2 separate regions of the Hordeum vulgare genome follow, and region 1 is linked to region 2. A link is a contact called in public Hi-C data. All regions are on one chromosome and are shown on one strand. Each heading gives the region's core, a stretch centred on a gene start, on an enhancer-like site or on the middle of the called end of the contact. The rest is flanking DNA. Distances are from core to core; before and after follow the strand shown. Region 1 holds the start of LOC123444060 (ras-related protein RABA1f-like). Region 2 overlaps LOC123444058 (peroxidase 19-like).

Evidence for each region. Hi-C and Micro-C count contacts between places; a contact is called where the count stands out from the background.
Region 1: a contact with region 2 is called in a Hi-C map of seedling, with 3 times the contacts expected there. The contact joins the promoter of LOC123444060 here to the enhancer-like site in region 2. A contact is called at or near these places in 1 of 6 Hi-C or Micro-C datasets (seedling) and 1 of 1 datasets of contacts at active chromatin or transcription factors (embryo).

The regions. Positions count from the first base shown.
Region 1 is chr3H:420,036,466-420,039,674 of MorexV3_pseudomolecules_assembly, reverse strand. LOC123444060 (ras-related protein RABA1f-like) reads left to right here and starts at 1,885. Exons shown (of 2, transcript XM_045120666.1): 1 at 1,885-2,459; 2 at 2,860-3,209. The coding sequence starts at 2,236. It overlaps LOC123444061 (probable E3 ubiquitin-protein ligase ZFP1), which reads left to right. Exons shown (of 8, transcript XM_045120667.1): 6 at 779-862; 7 at 1,104-1,127; 8 at 1,129-1,321. The coding sequence ends at 1,176.
Region 2 is chr3H:419,496,104-419,499,262 of MorexV3_pseudomolecules_assembly, reverse strand. LOC123444058 (peroxidase 19-like) reads right to left here. Exons shown (of 3, transcript XM_045120662.1): 3 at 1,120-1,960. The coding sequence ends at 1,385. Among protein-coding and RNA genes, the nearest start is that of LOC123444058, 8.4 kb to the right of the region's middle. Within about 2 kb of position 1,517, at least 3 of the 3 cell types and tissues checked have open chromatin away from gene starts, as enhancers often do. A contact at or near this core is called in seedling, where this site is marked.

The DNA.
Region 1 (3,209 bases), core at 636-3,135, 540 kb before region 2:
ATCTTCAAGTGATGCGGTGTCTTCCTCTGATGTGCCATTTCTTTGTTATCCCCTTTGGCTTAACTTGACGGGTTTTGAAGACTCTTCATGATACGATGACACTCTCAAGACGTGGATTTGGATTATCATTTTTTTTAGTATTATGCTTCTTCAAATGCAATGCTATTGAATGCAATGCTATTGCATACGCTTTGCATTTGTGGGGGGTTGTTAGGAAGTATTAGTATTGGTCTAGGAGTCCTATTAGTCTATGTTTACTTTCCTTGCACCTCAAATCTTGTGTTATATATATATGCCCCCTGGGCCTTCAATAGAGATAAGTTGCTTTCCTAACACGATGCATGGTGATGATCATGTAGAACGAAGTTACTAAAGAATAGCAGTGCTTGGTATATGGCCACCCATGCTTCTTTATAAATATCGATTGGATTTAGAAAGGCGATATCATGGGGGTCGGTCACCCATGTGCTAGGCTCATGGTTCCAATCAAGTGATATAAACCCTTTTATCTTAAGTTAGAATTGTATCATTTAAATATAAATTAGGAATTTATCAATTAGATATAAGATAGGAGAGCCTTCTTTTAGAAACATGGAGCCACTGATACTGCCCAACTTGAATCTGGATACTGTCCAACTTGAATCAACTGCCTGAAGATATGTGTGAACATGTATACTTTGCAGGATGGTTCATGACAGGAGAATCTGGTTTCACACTCACCGCATCCGATCTATTCCAACTTGTAGTTCTAAAGAAGTGTGCTCTATGTATGTTGCAGGAGGAGTACCATCCTGAGGACTGCATTGGAGTCCTGGATTGTGGTCACAGATACCACGCGGAGTGCGTAAAACAGTGGCTGACGGTAAAGAACCTATGCCCCGTCTGCAAGACGACAGCTTTGTCTGCGGGTAGAAGAAGTGGATAACAAACAGGATTAATCTTTATCAGTTATTTGCTTCCGACAAACATTGAGCTCAATTTTGTACATAAGAAGCGGTAGACTATTCTGCTACCTGTATTTGTTGTTCACCTGTGAGTGAGGGGAGTAACTCAGCTTCCAAAAACTGTACAGACATAACGTTGATCGTTCTATTCAAATGTAGAATGTTTATAAATTATTACTCAGTTGTCCATACATACAGTGTATCATATGGTGGATCGGAAAGTAACTCTTAGAGTGTCATCTCTAGAAACTACACTGTATATATGTTGGTTACTTTAAAACAAACAGAAATGTGTGTTCCCTGTGTACATTACTAAATCTTACTGTATTTAAGAGAGCTGATAAGAGAGCCGAGTAAAGAGTTTTTCAGCAGTTGAATGCTTGCTATTAGTGCTTTGGGTATTTATGTTTTTGTAAGACAATGTTGTGTACTTAATGATAGATGAGTTTGTTCTTGGTCGAAACACGAGAGACAAACTTGGGATGAAAAACAGAAGCCCGGGATTTAGATTCGCTGCTATTTGTAATCTGTAATAGTATTAGTCTTAATTTTAGTGCATTATACATGTGTATATTCTGCCACTGTTTCATTTTTTACAGAGACATGTTTTTTTTTCTCAGTGGTTTTACCGTGCAAGTAAAAGATAGTTTTGCCCTAGAACTCTTGGCCTAATGTTTATTATTTAGCTAGCTAATAATGCGTCGTACTTGATGGAGAGAATCTTGCTGGGAAGGATCCCAGCTAGCAAGTCGCGGCAACTGCCAAACGAGCACACGAAAATGAAAGGAGAAGCAAATGGAATGCTACCACACTAAGCCAGGTCAAGGCTGGCACATGCTTATATTCGCAAATTCAATTTTCCACGTATCGTTTTGCGAGATGAGGGAGTCGTTGACACATGTATGTACAGAGATGCATGCCCGGTCGGTCACGGAGACGAAGCCAGGACCGGGACAACGGGTCGATCGATGGTCGTCGTCATCTCTCGCTTGGCCTTCTCCACCTCCCACGAAACCAACACCATCCGCCGCGACCTCTTCTTCCCTTCCCACCCCAGCCCCCCTGAGATACTTTTCCCCAAAGCGAAACCAACTGGAAAGAAGAGAGACGCGCCGCGCCTCATCGCATCGCACCGCACCGCACCGCGTTGCCTTTGTATCTATCGCGGCTCTATTTAGCTCAAGAAGAGGAGAGGGGAGGCGCGCGGGAAGGGGGGCGAGATCAAATCAAGATCAAATCGTAGGAAACCGTCGGTCGATCGAGCAGCGGCGACGCAGAAGCAGGAGGGGGGATGGCGGTGGCGTATCGCGCGGAGGAGGAGTACGACTACCTGTTCAAGGTGGTGCTGATCGGGGACAGCGGCGTGGGCAAGTCCAACCTGCTGTCGCGCTTCGCCAGGGACGAGTTCAGCCTCGACACCAGGTCCACCATCGGCGTCGAGTTCGCCACCAAGACCGTCCGCGTCGACGGCAAGCTCGTCAAGGCGCAGATCTGGGACACCGCCGGCCAAGAAAGGTACCACATGCCCGCCTCTCGCTCTTTCTTCTTTTGTTATGCCCGCCACCTGTATGCGGTATTGCTCCGCCTGTCCACCTCTTGCTCTTTCTTTCTTCCGCCGCTCGCCTCGTCGTCGATTCAGTTTAGTTTACCTTGATCGATCGTACAGCAGTAATCGACTAACTCAAGGACTTGCGACGGCTTGTTTCCCCTCGCCATGCTTGTGATTTCAATAGCATGAACTCATTCTGAACTGTACATGTCATTCGCAAGTATCTTTAGCTATGCAATGTGCCTCTTTTTGGTTGCTTGTAACAGCATTTCCACATTTAACACCAGTACCAAGTTGATTGATCACTTTACGTACGTGCGTCGCGCTTGCACCTGCATGCGGCTCTCTCTCTCTCTCTCTATCTAGGTACCGGGCCATCACCAGCGCCTACTACCGGGGCGCCGTGGGCGCGCTCGTGGTGTACGACGTGACGCGCCACATCACGTTCGAGAACGCGGAGCGGTGGCTGACGGAGCTGCGCGACCACACGGACGCCAACATCGTGGTGATGCTGGTCGGGAACAAGGCGGACCTGCGCCACCTCAGGGCCGTCTCGCCGGAGGAGGCCAGGGCCTTCGCGGAGCGCCACCGCACCTTCTCCATGGAGACGTCCGCGCTGGAGGCCACCAACGTGGAGGACGCCTTCACCGAGGTGCTGGGCGAGATCTACCGCGTCGTCAGCAAGAAGGCGCTCGACATCGGCGACGACCCCGCCG
Region 2 (3,159 bases), core at 268-2,767:
CGCTCGCAGGCGTCACCGCACCGGTGCCGGCGAGATCCAACAAAGATTTCTCCTGACCCCTCGCACCCATCGTTGAGGACCAACCCTTAGCTCCACCATGCCAACCACCCACCAACATGCGCCGCCACATTCACGGTAACACCACCGTCGTCTCATCACAACAAACGCAGCGAGGCCGGTTGGACTAAGACACAACCACTGTAGACAGGGACCACCAGTACCACAACTGCGTGGGAGGGGACAACCTCCACCTGCTCCAGCAATAGCAGACCAGAAATAGGAGCAGGGGCATGTTAGACCAACTGCCCAGTCGGGCCTAGATCGGGCTCGTTAAGCCCCCGCCACCGCATTGCAGCAGACGCGGCATAGTAGCCGCCGCCTCATCGCCCGTAACGCGCCAGACCAACCGGGGACCACCCGTGAGGGACCGAACTGGCCGACCCCGACCCAGGTCAAGGCCCTACGGTCCCATATTTGGGCTAGCATGGCGCCATCGGCCAAGCCCCGCAACCAGCCGCCAAGGGGCCGCACCGCCTTTGTGCCGCCCACCGCCACTGAAACTCGTCGCCCGAGACGGGAAACGCGACGGGAAAAGGAAGAGGGCCGCCAACGTCAGCCTCACGACGCCGCGCGAGCAAGCGCCCGGCCGCGCCTACTGACAACAACGGCGAGAGGGAGGGAGGGTGGGGAGGTTTGGTGGCGGGGGGAGAAGGGGCTGCCCCGGTCGCCTCGCCCGGGGAGGCGACGTGGAGGGTACGGGTGGAAGAGATTAGAACTCTAGAACGTGAATTGATGTAAAAAAAAAATGTAAGAAAAACCTAGATAAATCATTTACTTATACGGAAAGTCCAGGCACCTCTTATATAAAGTGGAGGTGTCGGTTGATTGAAACAACACACAATCGAATAAATAAATCTACTATTTTTTATCCAAGTTTGTACATCTCTTCCTTGTTCTTTCTTCCTCGTTCGTCCTAGGGCAGTCCATAGCCATCGTGCGTCCACGCGGGGTCTCTTCCAGACGCGTGAGGTTTCAGGTTTTCAAGTCTTGTGTATCGTGGTGTCGATCAGATCTCTTTTAACGTGAGCATCATCTCAATGTCAAGGGTACACGTGTTCATGTGTTAACAATAGTATCAAACAAATAGGAGGCCACCGACTTAACAGGGAGACGTGCGCCTGTTGAAACGCACAAGGAGGGGAACAAAACAAGACACACATGCACATATTTCCTGCACTAGCTATCAGGATCACGTTTACGATGACACACACAAGAAAAGAGGAACGAAATCCCTTGTGAGCTCTGTGCAAACTCCGCGTGTAGCCGTGAACAGATCTGAGATGAGCTTATCAATTCCCGTATAATAATAACAACCGACCATCATCTACAGGTGGTGGCTACAGATTTTCCTGACCTCCCCCTTCTTGCCCTTCTTGACCCGGATGGAGCCCATCCTGTCCATGCTGGCGACGAAGGCCCGGAAGAAGCGGGCCTTGTCGGCGCCGAGCTCCAGCACGAGCGGCCTGGTCCGCGCGTCCAGGAACAGGGCCTGGTCGGAGCCCAGGACGCCCAGCCTGGCCTGCAGGTTGGCGTAGTAGGCGTGGTCGAACTGGAAGGGCGTGCTCACGTCGAACGGCACCACCGCGCGGGCGCTGCCGCCGGTGTAGGGGCAGGTCATGCGCAGCGCCTTCACGAGCCGCGCGTCCATGAAGGGGTCCGGCCGCCGGGTGCCGCGGAAGTCGTAGAGGCGGCCCAGGAAATGGGCGCAGTGCGCGAAGCCGATGGTGTGCGCGCCGGACAGTGCCACCAGGTCGGCGGCCCCCAGGCCCTTGGCTGCGAACACGCGGAGGAGCTCGTCCACCGTGGAGTTGGCGTGGGGGAGGCTGCCGCGCACCTTGCCAGCCAGGGACACCTTGCTGTCTTTCCTTCCTTTCTTCACCGCGTAGTAGGGCCCTCCTGCCTGCACACAAAATCACCGCCTTCAGTTAATTTCTTTCCTGAGCCATGTTGACCAAGCAGTATTACTCATTCCGTCCGGAAATACTTATTGTACGAATGGATGTACCTAGATATATTTTAATTTTAAAAACATTCATTTATATTTATTTTTATCCAAGTAATTTCGGATTGAGGAAGTATTTTTTAGGCATGATGAGTCAGTTTATTTCTACTTTGTTTTTGAGGAAAAGAATGGCAGGTCCTCTTTTATTGCAACTCTACAACAGCAAGCGCAAATTCTATTTAGCATCTTGTCCGCAGGTTAGCGAGACATAGACCCTGTTTGGACCCATGAGTTAGAGTTATAGTTGGTTAGATTGAACCAAAATAACCCCAAAACATTCAAATAAGAGGGTTAGAGTTGTCTAAAAAAACTAACCCATCCAAAAAATGCTTATTTGGGTTAGTGTTAGGTGGGACCCAGAAAAAGTTACTTTTCACTCTACTTCCACCACACCAAATCCTAGTTAAAGAAACCAAATGATTGGAAAAAACGCTTTTATTAATAATCTAACCCTATCATCCAAATACCTCTTTGGTTAGAGTTAGTTCAAAGTTAGTCCAGGGTTAAAATCTAACTCTAACCTCTAACCGAGTTAGAGTATCCAAACAGGGCCATAGCGTGCTATTATGTCAGATGCCTCTCTAAAAGGCCAGCCCAAGTGCGGGAGGCCACAACATTGTTTTTTTCTTCCAAGTTTTTATTTTTTTACTTCTGTTTATATGTCCAAATAATATAAACTAATATATTATAAAAAACTTTAGTTTTTAAAAAATAAATATTAACCCATTTAAAAATGATATATGTGTAGAAACAATGTTTCTCATGTAGACAACAAATGTATACAAAATATATGCAATATGTGTGAAAAACTTTGATCATTTACTCAAAAAATAATATGTTTAAAAAGAATTTTAGAAAGTATTTGGGAAATGTTAATCAAGAATTTAAAAAATGTTAAACAAGTATTCAAGTCAAAAAATGCCCACCTACCTGCAGAAAATTATATCTGAGTATACATACATTACAACCTCTGTACATAAATGTAAGAGACTTGACATATGTACCGGTGGAGTACTAGACATGATAAGTAATATCCTTTTTGTTGTTTTTGAAGATCTCCTTTTTGAGGAAAAGAACGAACTCTCCTATATGCTGCT